Regions from separate parts of the Mus musculus genome. Here region 2 is linked to region 1. Evidence: chromatin contacts called from public promoter capture Hi-C data. All regions are on one chromosome and are shown on one strand. Each heading gives the region's core, a stretch centred on a gene start, on an enhancer-like site or on the middle of the called end of the contact. The rest is flanking DNA. Distances are from core to core; before and after follow the strand shown.

Evidence for each region. Capture Hi-C pulls out chosen DNA fragments and counts their contacts.
Region 2: a contact with region 1 is called in a promoter capture Hi-C map of liver. The contact joins the promoter of Arpc5l here to the promoter of Nek6 in region 1. A contact is called at or near these places in 1 of 39 promoter capture datasets (pre-B cells) and 2 of 9 other capture datasets (adipose tissue and liver).

Annotation. Positions count from the first base shown.
Region 1 is chr2:38,509,881-38,516,626 of GRCm38.p6, forward strand. Nek6 (NIMA (never in mitosis gene a)-related expressed kinase 6) reads left to right here and starts at 1,817. Exons shown (of 10, transcript NM_021606.3): 1 at 1,817-1,913.
Region 2 is chr2:39,005,072-39,011,912 of GRCm38.p6, forward strand. It overlaps Arpc5l (actin related protein 2/3 complex, subunit 5-like), which reads left to right and starts at 3,068. Exons shown (of 4, transcript NM_028809.1): 1 at 3,068-3,273. The coding sequence starts at 3,125. Rpl35 (ribosomal protein L35) reads right to left here and starts at 60. Exons shown (of 4, transcript NM_025592.3): 1 at 13-60. The coding sequence starts at 15.

The sequences.
Region 1 (6,746 bases), core at 567-3,066:
GCAGAGAACCCAGTCAGAACACAGCAGGCCCCTAACCATACCCTCTCCTCCAAAGACTTCTGCTCCTCAGTAGAGACCTCCACTCTTCATTGCCTCTTAGAAAGCAGCCCTGGTCCTCCTGCCTCCGGCCTGCTTAACCTTATTTATCCTACTGTCTGCTTCCTGGAGAAACTCAGATTTCCTAGAGTGGGCGTTAAGCTTTCATTTTTTAAAACAACAGTTATTCGTGTGTGCCCTCACATGCCACAATCCACAGTGTATGTGTGCACATTAGAGATAACTTGTTGGTGCCAGTTCCCTCCTCTCAGAAGCAGGGACCAGCCTGGCTGCTCTGGGCTGGTGGCCATGCCTTTCTTACTTAGAACAAGGTTGCCTAGCAATAAGCTGCTGAGACCAGAAATCTGTGTCATCTGCTTCCAGTTCAACCACTCACCACCTGGGGGACTTTGCTCACAGGCCTCATTAAAGCCATCTAAGAAATGGGCACATGGGTGGCATGATGCCACCCTCACAATGGCTGAACATCATGAGGCAGGCAGGGGGAGTAATATAGGTTGTGGGCCTGATTACTGTGGACTCAAGTAGACTAGTTAACTGAATACTCAGCAGGTTGCTATCCCGTGCCCAGACATGTACAGCAGATTAATGGACAGATGGCAGGTGCTTGGGCACACAGACAGTCTAGAACACTCAGAAGCAGCAATACCTGTCCCAGCTACGAGCATCCCTTCCTGAGGGGAAGTGGGAGTCACCTTAATTGCTCCCCAGAGAAGCTTGGACATCCTAGTGGGGTTGTTAAGTATGCATAGATGAAGGCAGTTGTTGTTGTTGTTGTTTTGTTTTTTGTTTTTAACATACAACACTTGGTGTGAATTTGGAAGACATGGGGAGGTTAAAGACAATTTGCTGGAGTTCTTTTGTTCCATTGTGTGGGTCTGGAGGATCAAACTCAGGTCATTCCCCCCACCTCCACCCCCACCCCCACCCCCAGGCTCCTGGGTATTTGGCTGGCCCACTTACTCCTAAAAACCTTCTGCACACTGATGCTTGGCTGGCCTGGAGTTCCCAGGAAGGCAGTATCCCCAGGAGATACTGGCACTTTGAGGGCAGGGACTTGGATTTATCCTAGGTGCCTACTTCTGGAACTGTACTGGGCACTATTTGTACACTGTACTATTGTACACACTGATATATATATATATATATATATATATATATATATACATATATACATATATACATATATACATATATATATATATATATATATATATATATATATATATATATATATATATATATATATATATAATATGAATGACAACATCTCATGTAGCCCAGGCTGGCTTGGAATTTGCTATATAGCCAAGAATGAATGAATTTCAGACATTTTTGCCTCAGCCTTCCTAATTCAGAGATTACAGGTGCCCAATTTCCCTAGTGCTGAGATTAGGAAAGCATGCTATCAACTGAACTTCACCTCCTGCTGCACTCTGTGAATGGGTCAATTTCGGTCCTGCGAGGGCTGTGAGAGGAGCAATGTCAGCTGATGAGGAATCCATGGGTGTGGGGAAGGGTCCACGAATTGGTTACCCAGCGAATCTGCATCTTATAAAGTCTAGAGCCCGCGCAGAGGGGTTCAGTGCCCAGGGTTTGGAGTCTGAGGCTCAGTCTTCCAACCTGAGTTGGACGATCAGGCACCCAGGCTGGGAGCGCGCCCCCGGCGCCCCCTAGCCTGCGTGGCGGCCGCGCGCACGGGCGCAGGGGGCGGCGCGGCCCCGCGGCGGGGAGGGGCGGGCGCGCGGGCGCGCGCAGAAGCGGCGGCTGAACCAAGCGGACTAGCTGCGGCCGCAGCGCCGCCAACTCGCGTGTGACCCGCGCTCCGCCCGCCGCCGAGAGAGCCGCCAGCGCCGGTGAGTGGCCTGGGACCAGCGAGGGGCGCGGGCCAGGGCGTGGGACTGTCACCCGAGGCGTTGTGGGCGCGCGCGCGTGCCCGGGGAGTCGGCGGGGACGCCCGCAGGAGGCCGAGGTGTCCGCGGCGGGCTCCATCCGCCCAGCTGCGCGGGAGTGCGTGCGTGTGCACATCAGGGGCCCGGGCTGTGAGTTTGGGGTGGACCAGTGCGGGTGGACGGGCTCGGCTTCGGTTTATCCGTTTATCGAGTGTTTACCGTGGATGCCAAGGAGTACGTGTGCCCACGTGTCTGAACGTTCCCGAGTGAGTGTGTGCACACGTGCACGGGCAAAAGTGTACAAATTCCATACGAGAGTGTGTTTAGGATCCAGACTGTGCACTCCACACTGCAGGCCGGTGTGTGTGTGATGTGCCGGCTGACCCTGTCCAGAGAGGGTGCTGGGCCGGATTCTGTGAGTCCGCAGATCCCCAGGTTCTGACTTTGGTTGGAAGCCTCTTAGCCCGGCCTTGGCAGAACTCTGCATGGCCACGCAGGCTGAGGAGGGGGCTGCGCTGAACTTGAATTGAGGTTTTCTAAATATGTCTTAGTTCCCTGGCTTTGTTCGTGGCTGTCTCTAGCTAGGCCAGATTTGGACTCTGTTCCCCATACCTAGGGGTTAGGCCCTAGGGAGACCCAGGGCCCCAGATACTTGTCCTCTCTGCCTGCTCCTCTAAGTTAATCATATTTCCCTGATTTAACCGAGCCCCAGAGGGCCATAACAAATGGGTGACAGCATGCTTGGGACACATCCTCTAAGGGCTGTCCGTGAAGTTTTGATTGACAGTTTGTGCATGTGTGTTTGAAAGTTTTAACTGCGTTAGAGCAAACTTTAGAAAGTTTATGTACAAAGTTTCACTCCACTTGCAAAATGCAGGGTGACTTTTTGAGGGGAAAATGTCCTCACAGGAGCCTGGTGTGTGTAAAAGGGCATGTTAAAAACCCTATTGCTAATGGGAGAAGAATTTCATTGAATGGGTGCCTGACTCCCAACAGGAGAAACTTAACCAGTGAACTTTGGACATCGTCGTCCAGAAGACAAAACCTGGAAGGAAACAAAAAAAGACCCATGTTCATTTTTTTTTTCCTCTTTGTCCCGAAAACTGGAGAAGAAAAAATATCCCCACCTTCTGGACGTGTTGAAACTGTTCCCCTCCCCCACCGGGGCCAGGCTCTCCCTGGATCCCCCACCCCCAAATAAAATATGCCTGTGGGGAGCGGAGGAGTGAGTCACTCTCTGGCAGAGGGCCCCACGGCAAACATTTGGGAAGGTTCTTGCTTAACTTCCCAGAAGAAAAGGCCCGGGATTTAAAATGGTCCCTGTGGTTGTGAGCCTCCGAGCCCCGTCTGCTTCAGAGATGACTACAAAAGTCATTTGCTGTCTTTTAAAAAGCCCAAGTCTCAGACTTAAGCATTGTCCAGGATTTAGAGCTGTTTAGGTTTCCAGAAATGGAGATGCTGGCTTTCCCAGGTGGCATATGGTGTGGGAAAGGAAGAGGGTAAGCAGCTGAATCGTTTACAGAGTACCTACTGTGTGCTGAGAGGTTCTTGGGGTCCTTAACTCTCCTGGATTCCACTCTGTTTTTGGGTTTGTGACCAAGGCATCTGACTCATAGAGAAATCAAACCTGTGTCCCAGGCCACCAGGGAAAGGGTAGTAGCCGAAGTCTGAGCCACCTGCCTGCCTTCTAGGCCTTCCTCCTTCATTGGGCCCAGGACTTGACATTTGACTTCCTAAGCTGTACAGCCTGGGCACTGAGGACTTGAACATTCCTGTCCTCATTAGGGCTCACCATAAGTCAGAGGTTATTGTCTCTATTATACGAGGAAACAGACACTAGCAGAGATGAACTGGCTGGCATAGTTTGGGAAGGTAGCACCACGACCCCGGTCCCCCATGATTAAGGATGCACCCTGTGCTGGGCTTGGTGCACAAAGTTTGAAGTTATTTTTCCTTTTCCCCACCAACACTGTTAGATGAGCACTGTTACAGTGTCCATTCTGTAGATGAAAAAACTGGGACACAGAGAGGCTATAGAATAGCGGTAGACCCAGAATTTGAACCCAGACTTGTCTGGACAGAGTCTATAGTCTCCCCATGAACTTGTAAAGTCCAGGTAAGTTGATAGATGGCAAAGTCAGGATTTAAATTCGTAGCTCTGATTCTAGGACGGGCTGGCTACCTTTATTGTGTTTTGTTCTTCTGGCCTGTTGTAAAGCCCAGCGATTTATGACAGGCCATGTTTTGCAGACCAGCCTGTTTCTAGAATTTGGGGCTAGGTCTTCCCAAAGACTGCTGAGCCACCAGAGTGAAGGTACTTTCCAAGTGCCAAGGATGGTCAAACCACTGTCAAAAGTAGAATAATACAATATTTCTCTCCTCTTTTCAGGTTGGACCAAGGAGGGAGGTGAGGGTGGAGGACTTGGTGAATCATTCAAGATTAGATATGGGTTACAACCAGGTGTGGTGGCTCACGCCCATAATTGTGGCTGAGGCAGGAGGATTGCTTTGAGTTCTGGGCCAGCCTGGATTTACATAGCAATTACCACATGTCCCAGGATTACACACCAAGATCCCATTTAAATAAATAAATTGATTAAATAAACACATAGATATAGGTTGGAGACAAAGCTGGACATGGCCCCAGGAAGAGCCCAGCCCCTGACCTTGTAGGGAGATGGAGAGTGATCTCAGATCCTTACTCTCCGTTCTGAATCTCTGACACAATCACTTCTGCAAAGACTCCTTGTCACCTGTCATTCAGAACTGGGTCCACCAGTTCACTTCCTCATTTACTTCCGTTTCTGGTGTTTCAGAAGAGGACTGTGTGTAAGTAAGGACCTGCGTGGTTGGGGCTCTGCCTGCCCAGCACTAACAGGAAAAGGTTGCTCTCTCCCTTGCAGGAGTGTCGTTTGCAGAGTGCTTTGCGATGCGATGCCTAAATGTAAGGTGTGAAGTAATAGATGGTACAGGGAGGCGCAGCCACGGTTCTGGCATTGATAGATTCCTCCCCATCTGGCCTGTGACTTGCGGAGGTAAAAATAGGCCTTGTTCTATGTTTTTATTTATCCAATTTAATTTTTGCTGATGTCATCATAGGCAGCAAAGTGCATATACTTGGGAGTTTGCTGATCCTTAGGACTGGGGCTCTGGAGCAGGGGGATTGTGGAGGGGCCATTGAGGGTGGTCTGGGTTTCTGTAAAGGGTTCTGAAGTTTTTGAGTGGATGATCTCCTAAGTTCTTAGCTTAGTTCTGTCACCCAGGTAAATCTTCTGTCTGTCCTTCCTTCCCCCTTCCTTCCTTCCTTCCTTCCTTCCTTCCTTCCTTCCTTCCTTTCTTCCTTCTTTCCTCCCTCCTCTTTCTTTTCTTTCTTTCTTTTTTTTTTTTTTAAGCTTTCTCCATTCCTGTCTGAATTTGGTGACACACTCATAATCCATCTTCAGGATAAACTTGTAGCCTTCTCAGACCCAAGGCCCAGACAGAAGTCATATTTGGACACATCCGTTAGCAGTCTAATATCCTGTGCCATTAATCCTGGGAACTTGAACTTGAGCATGTGATCTGGCAGTGTGACATCTGTCACTCCAAGAGGACTTGCTGTGTGACTACAGCCCCACACATACTGGGGACTCCAGTTCTGGATTTTAACCCCCCACAGGCAACTTCTCACGTGGTCTGGCAGCTGAGGACCTGCTCTCCTAGGCAGGTTCTTGGACTGTGCTGGTTAGAAGCTCAACACCCCCTAAAACCCTTGTTCACCACCCCTGGAGCTGTGCCCTGAGGGGGCCGTCAGATTGCATGTGGGGGCCACTGGATTCATTTAGTTCCAAGGGCTTTACCCACAGGGAACTGTTCTTTCTCTTAGACTTCTATGTGCTGGTGACCTCATAGAAAAGAAAAAGGGGGCTTTGTGTAGGAATTCCAGCGAGTGTGAAGGAATGCCGACAGGGAAGGGGCGGGTAGTTGCTGTGGGAAGCCTTAGGCGCCTGCCTTTTCCCCAAATTGTTTAACCCTCACACTTCAAAATCAGTGTGGCTCTTTTAAGGGGAATCCTCCTTTGTCTCCCTGACATCCGAGAGGCTCCTGGGTTGTGCCTTACACTCTGACTTCTCTCTCATTCTTTCATGACCCATTTACTAACACCTATCCTTCGGCCCTTTAAGCTGGGGATTTCTGGGAAGGACTCTATCTGCAAAGGGGCATCCTTACTTTCCAATGACCTGCTCTGATGATGTTCAGGGTCTCGCAGTGCCAAGAAGAGCAAATCACCAGAGCATGGGGTGGAGATGAGCACAGGAGGCTACCTAGGCTGAACTTCTGGGATTGGAAACGGCCCAGTTATCCATTTTACAGAATGGAAACTGAGGCCCTGAAAGGGCGAGATACTCATAGTCAAAATAAGAATATGTGCCTTGTGGGCGTGTGAGTGGTCAGTGGGTCACAGCATTCCAAAGGTCTTGGGTTCCGTTCCCAGCACCACTACTCCAGTTTCCAGGCATCTGATGCTGCCCTCTTCTGGCCTCAAAAGGCCCCAGGTACGGATGTGGTGCACAGACATACATGCAGACAAAATATCCAGACAGATAAAATTTAAAACAAAGAATTTGTCAGATACAGTAGACAGCAGTAGTTTGGAAAGAGGCTGGATTTCAATGCTGGAGTGGCCCTGTGGCATCTCAAGACAAGGTTTGGAGATCTGTGTTTGTTTTCTTCCTACTCACTCACCACAGGGCAAGACAGTGGGCCCTCTCAGTTTGGGCATGAAGCTGGAAAGTCTCTGAAGGCCTTTGAGCTGTG
Region 2 (6,841 bases), core at 1,818-4,317, 500 kb after region 1:
CCGCAGCCTCACCATTTCGGCGTTGTTCACGGCTGAAGCAGCCTGGTTCGAGAGAAAGAGGAAAGGGCGGGGCCGACTTCCTCAACTACTGCCGGGTGGCGCCGGGCACGGCCAATAGCGTCGCGGTTTGGGAGGCCCGCTCCGCCCCTGCGCAGCCGCGGCCGTGGTGCCCTCCGCTTCCCGGAAGTCCTGCCTTCCTAAGGTTGGCTGGTCTCTAAGCGACCCAGCTGGGGAAACTGAGTCTCGCGATGAGCAACACCGGGCTGGCTGGAGGCAGCGCAGAGAAGGCTGCAGTTCTTCTGTTCCCTCGGTTTTATTCGGAAGCTTGAAGTTCTCTGGTCTGTGCGGGGCTGAGCTAGCCGCGGGTGGTGTCAGGGTGCGGAGGGCATGAGGTGTGAGGGTTTTCTTTAAAAGTTTGAGACAAGGTCTTATTCTAAATCGCTTCCTAATGCTGACAGTACAAGTGCCACAATGCCTCGCAAGTGTATGTGAGAGAGCCAGCGAGCATGGAGGTTGGAGAACAACCTGTGGGAGTTCTCTTCTTCCACTGTTCGGCGCTCGAACGTCGAACGCAAGTGGTCAGGTTCGACCTAACCATCTCGCTATCCTTTTTTTCTTCTTTTCTTTTTTAAATACAAGGCCTCCATATCTATCTATCTATCTATCTATCTATCTATCTATCTATCTATCTATCTATCTATCTATCTATCTATCTACCTACCTACCTACCTATCTCCTGGACTTGTTTTGTACCCAAGTTTGGTATCCAAAGTGCGCCACCACCTGGCAAGGGTAACAATAAAGTCATCCAGCAAGAATTTGCGGAGATGGTATGTAGTAGTACAAATCTCATCCCCAGACTTTTGTGGGATTTCTGATTATTGCTTTAGGTCTGGGCACGGTGTCACAGCGCCCAGGCAGTGGAAAAGGAGGATCCGGAGTTCAAGCCTTCTTTATTACACCAAGATATATTAATGAAACCGTCTCCAGAGAGATTCCAAATCGTGCTGGTAGCTTAGTTCCGTGGTAGTGTTTCCCTGGCATGCACAAAGCTGTGTGCATTCCCGGCACTGATACAAGAATAAATAAAAGCTCCGAAACAGAGTCTTGCTTTATTGCTAGTACCAGTTTATATCTTGGCAAGTCCCTTCGCGTCTCCGGTTAGTGTATCTTTGAGGATTAGAGGAACTAAACTGAAAACCTGCAAAGCTCCCAGCCAAGACCTGATATGTAAAGATTGGGGAAATTATAACATGGTTAAAGTGCACATGACCCTTTGCCTACAGTCCCAGACAGACCGCTAGCATCTAGATCAGAACAAAGCAGACGATGTTGGGTTTGTGTGATGAGTTGACCAAACTGACCAATTGGAGCCCTTTCTTTGCCAAGCTCCATTCAGCAGCTGCCCATTTTTCCAGCAGTTTCTCAATTGTTCATGACTTGATGCTGATAGAAGAGGTACTCAAGGTACTGTAATGAAAGCTGGGCGTGGTGGCGCACGCCTTTAATCCTAGCACTCGCGAGGCAGAGGCAGGCGGAGTTCGAGGCCAGCCTGGTCTACAGAGTTCCAGGACAGCCAGGGCTATACAGAGAAACCCTGTCTCGAGAAAACAAAACAAAACAAAACAAAACAAAAAACCAAAAACCAAAAAAACAAAAAAGGTACTGTAATGAACATTTTTTAGTCACCTCCCATCCCAAGTGTAGCAGCGTACCCTTGTATCCTAAGTGCTCTTAAGTACCAAGCTGAGTTAAGCCATGTGTTTGTGTGCCTGTTTCCAGAGCCAGTCTTGAAGGTCTCTGAGGGTTTAATGCTTTTCAGGCCCAGGATGGGGATACTGGTTGGATAGAATGAATAAGCCTTTTGTAAATGGGATAAGGAGAAATGAACCGAGTGTGGATTAGTTTTAAATGGAAGTCTAAAGATGACCAGGATTCTACTAGAGTTACAAATATACATCATATTTCTGGACATTTTTTGTAGTGCTAGGATTAAACCCAGGATTCACAATATTTTTGAATTCCCAATTACATTCCCCATCTTTGAAGACAAAAAACTTACAGGCACTGTACTTTGCCATCCCTGATGTAATTAAGACAGCCCTTACATTTTTAAATTTTACATGTACCATGTATGTGCTGTGCCGGCAGAGGTGACTGGATCTCCCTGGAGGTGGAGTCGCAGAGCACTGTGAGCTGCTATGTGGATGCTGGGAACTGAACCCAGGTCTCCAAGAATAGCACTTTTTTTCTTTTTTAAATTTCCCGACAGGGTTTCACTCTGTAGTCTTGGCTGATCTAGAACTATGTAGTCAAAACTATCTAGAACTCACAAGAACCCCCTGCCACTGCTTCCTAAGGGCTGGAATAAGGCATGTGCCACATTACTCGCTATGTGTAGCAGGAGCAAAACCATGTCTCACCTAATTTTTTTTGCTCGAGTTCTACTAGGTTAAAATGTAATAGTTTTCTTTTTTTTTAATATTTTTTATTAAATAGTTTTCATATAGTTACAAGAAAAGATTCATTTTAGCCTACGTCTGAAATAGAAAGAATCCTGGGGATTCTGCAGCTTTCGCCTCCTAAAATATGCCTCTTCAGTCAGGAGTACAGGTGGCCACAGAATCCTCTTTAATTTTCGGAACGCCCGCAGGAGTCGTTACATCCTCAAGAAAGGATGTTATCAAGCGTCCTGCCAGCCCCTGGGTTACACATCAACGCCTTTAAAGCCGTTTACTTTTAACAAAGTGGGTCCTCTTGTGGGTCAGTGCTTAAGAGACTCCGGCACTGCGCGTCACTCCCTGCCATCCCTTAGCTCTAAGATTTCTTCCTCCGGAGCGGACAGAAGCGCTGGCTATACCAGCAGCCCGGCTTCGGAGAGGACAGAGTTACGGCTGCAACGCCTGACACCACTTCATCAGCATTCCACGATCCCACGGCGCAGTTCCGCCCACAAGAGCTTCCGGTTCCGGCGCATCCCGGAAGTGGGCGGGCGACGGCGGCTGCGCGCGGAGGAGGGGAGGCGGTGCCTGGCGGCCGCTTCCCGCCCCCAAGCGGAGCCGGTGCGGAGGGGAGCCGGGAAAGAGCGAAGCCTAGGCGGCTGAGTGGCCGCCGCGCTCCCGCCATGGCCCGGAACACACTGTCCTCACGCTTCCGCCGCGTGGATATCGACGAATTTGACGAGAACAAATTCGTAGACGAGCACGAAGAGGCAGCGGCGGCGGCGGGCGAGCCAGGCCCCGACCCCTGCGAGGTAGACGGGCTCCTGCGGCAATATCCTTCCCGGCGCGGCGGCCCGGCTCGGCCTTCGCACCCTGATCACCCCAGCCCCAGTCTCCCGGTCCTCCGCCCAACCCCAGCCCCTCCCGGCTCCTGTCAGTCCCAGGTTCTCCCGGTCTGTGGTTGGCCTTACGCCTTTCTCAGCAGCGCAGCCCTGGAGCTCCTCTCCCTCTGCTCTGCTGCGCTCCGCATCCTTCTGGGTGTCCGTGCATCGGCCTTGGTATCCCTTTATCCCTCCTTATAGTAAGCGGGGTCATTCCCAGGTGCTGCCCTCAGGAGGGACCGAGGTGAACCACCTTGGATTCATTGAGCAGCCAGGGCCACTGCCCTACTGCGCTTGTCTAACTGGCTTTCTTGGGCCCGATTGTAGCCCGGCGTGAAAATAGGTGGGTGGATGGTTGGAGGAAGACTGACTAGAGGGCGGAGGTGGGGGAGGTGTGCTTTAAGGTCCAGCCCTCAGGTGTGATATGGCCTGCTACCTTTTCTCACCTGTCGCCACTTTCCTCAGCACGTTGGGTTTTGCGCCTTTATGGACCAAGTACATTCAACAAGTAATGCGACTCTGCCATTAACCGCCTTGTGCAGAAAGCGTGGAAAAAGCTAGTGATTCAGAGCTCAAAAACACCATACAGTGTCAAATGTAAAAGTGGCTCCCCACGACTGAAAATGACTGCTGGTGGCCACAGAAAACAAGCATTTAGAACAGAAGAGTAAAAATAGAGGTGATTGTCACAGCTGGCTTGGTCTCTTAGCAGTTTGAGCACCACAGGAAACTGATTTATTCTCACAGGAAGATTTTTTTTTTCTTTATTCAAATAGCTTGACAGGAAGTGTGTACCCCTCCCCCGCACTTGCCAGGGTAGGGTTGGAGGCTCTTGCTGTATATAAATCAGGTTCTGGCTGTTTAATCAGTTGACTCAGCCTGGGAAGTCAGGTGTACCGCTTTTGGGAGGAGTCCTATAGTGCTCCTCTAATATATCTTGAAAACAACCCTTTTAGACTGAACAAGAATATGTTTTTGAAATGTGGAGATTTCAAACTTATTTCCTGCACCATTCTGATGGTTAAATTGGGTCATGAGAAGGCCCCTAGAGGGAAGATTGGTTTTTAGAATGGTGCAGGGTACTGACTGGTTTATGTGCAGGTACTGTTGACAAGGCTCCAGAACGATGCATTTGGGCCAGAATCCTAATTATATTGATGAAGAGACTGGGATCTGTCAGCTTCTGCTTTGGTGTTGTTGCTGGGCCTTGCTGAAGTCCCTGGCTGTTTTTTCTTCTCTCTCTCTCTTTCTTTCTTTCTTAGGCAGCTTAGAGGCATTGGCTTAGCTTATAGAAGAGATTGCTTCTACACTCATGGCAGTGTCAGAAGCCTTGTTACTATGGAGAGTGTACCTCTCGGGATTGGGAGAAGGGAGGCTAGCAGAGGAGAGTGAAACCCTAGCAGATGTCAGGCCCAGGTAGGGAGAAGGATGGAAGTAGTAATTGAGTCCCTATCAGGTGCTAATCATTGCATTCAGTCTATAGACCCTCATGTGAGTCTTAGGAGAGAATAGTGAAGAGGTTTAGGGGGACATTAGGTGGTGGTGGTCTCAGGCCTGTGCTGGGAATTGTTTGTGGAAGAGCAGAGTGTGGAAATAGAAAGCTGCTGTGCATCCACACAGGCACTGTCTAACCTGCTTTAACCTTCTGCTGGTCATACACTCTCTCAACCTCAGCATTCTTTTTTTTTTTTTTTTTTTTTTTTAAAAGATTTATTTATTTATTATATAGTACACTGTAGCTGTCATCAGACACACTAGAAGAGGGCATCAGATCTCATTATAGATGGTCGTGAACCACCATGTGGTTGCTGGGATTTGAACTCTGGACCTTCGGAAGAGCAGTCGGGTGCTCTAACCCACTGAGCCATCTCACCAGCCCGAACCTCAGCATTCTTAAATGATAGAGACAACTATGTTGGTCTTACCACCTCAACAGGTGTACCACTAAACACACAGCAGGTGTACTCCAAAACTTGGGCCCGGGTTGTAGGAGGGGCAGGGGATTGTAGAGAGGGCTTGGATTTGAAAGGCAGCTCTGAATTGTAGCTTTGTGACCTTGGGCAAGTAATTTCCCTTCTGTCTCAGTTTCATTATCTCTATGGCAGAAGTCAGGCTCTTGTCCTAGAGGGTTTGTAGAATAAGGTGAGATGTGACTGTATCTGGTCCTGGATCCAAAACCCCCAGGGAGGATTTTTTTTTCCCTCCACTCCAGCGGTTTTAAAGTACCATTGTAGTTCATTTTCTTTCTCAGTGAAACAGCTTCTGGTCCTTCAAGTAGGACTGTAGGTAGAGCAGTGGTTTTGAGTGATTTGGTAGTTTTTTTCACCCCTCCTCAAGGAAATTTGGCAGTGTTTGGTGACATTTTGATAGTTTTAGGATGTTACTGGAAACTTTAGGGTAAAGGCCAGGGAGGTTGCTAAATATCCTGCAGCATACATCAAAGAATCATCTGGTTTAAAATGGCCATGGCTGAGAATGGTCTGGTGGGTTCTTCAGCCTGTTGTCTGAAGCTATTGGACACTATCTGGGTATGGAGGCTAGTTAGTAAACATGATTGCAGAGGTGCCTCTCTGCTTCCTCTTGTACCCAGCATTTGTGAGCCTTTGGTTGTCAGTGGCTGCTTGACAGGCTGCAGTGCTAAGCCTAACGTTCTCATCCTTGTGGACTAGTTACATCATTTCTGCCTTTCCCTCTCATCTCTTTTGTGAATGAAATGATTGTTAGTTCATGTGTACTGTTAAGCTTTTATGGGACCCTGCTTATTGCCTGGGGATACTGAATTAGAAAAGTTATGGGGTGGAGGGTTATCAGTGGCTGTATCAGGACTAGTTCTTGTTTGTCTGAGGAAAAAGAAAAAGAAAACTAAAGATAAAGGGTGGGGCACCTGTCCACTCTGTAAGGTAGGTCCATTCCAACATGGTAAGGAAGTGACTTGCCTGGTGGTACAGAATAGCTTTTCAAGATGGTACTCACTAGGGAAGTTGGGACTTCAGGTTTGCACCAGAGGCTAGCTGTTCACACATGGGCATTGCTGCATGGTCAAAAGTAAAGACCTGATTGGGCAGAGTCATTCCTTGTTCTATTTTTGAAGCTTTTTGGCTTAAGCCAGTGTTTCACATGAGGAAATGAAAGTTGGCTGATGTAATTCAGTTTAAAATAGGTGTAACCTTTGGGGACATAACCTAGATTGTAATTTTCTTCAGTGTGCTGGGTATTCAGAACTCAGCAGTGAATGTGAAATTAGGATTCTATCTAAGGCTTGTGGGGAAAGGGAGCAAATGGCTCATTTTGTGGGCCAAAGTGAGACCTTGCTGATTTGGAAGACAGACAACCCCCTATCTCAGACATCCCCCTTGAGACATGTTTTAACTATGTAGCTCTGGCTGGCCTTGAATCTGCCTAAGTGCTGAGATTTAAAGGAATGAACTACTAGGCCTAGCCTGAGAGGTATATTTGACATACTTGATTGCTTTAGCTGTTTGATAAGAGGCACAGAGTGAAGATGCGTTATGTCTAGCC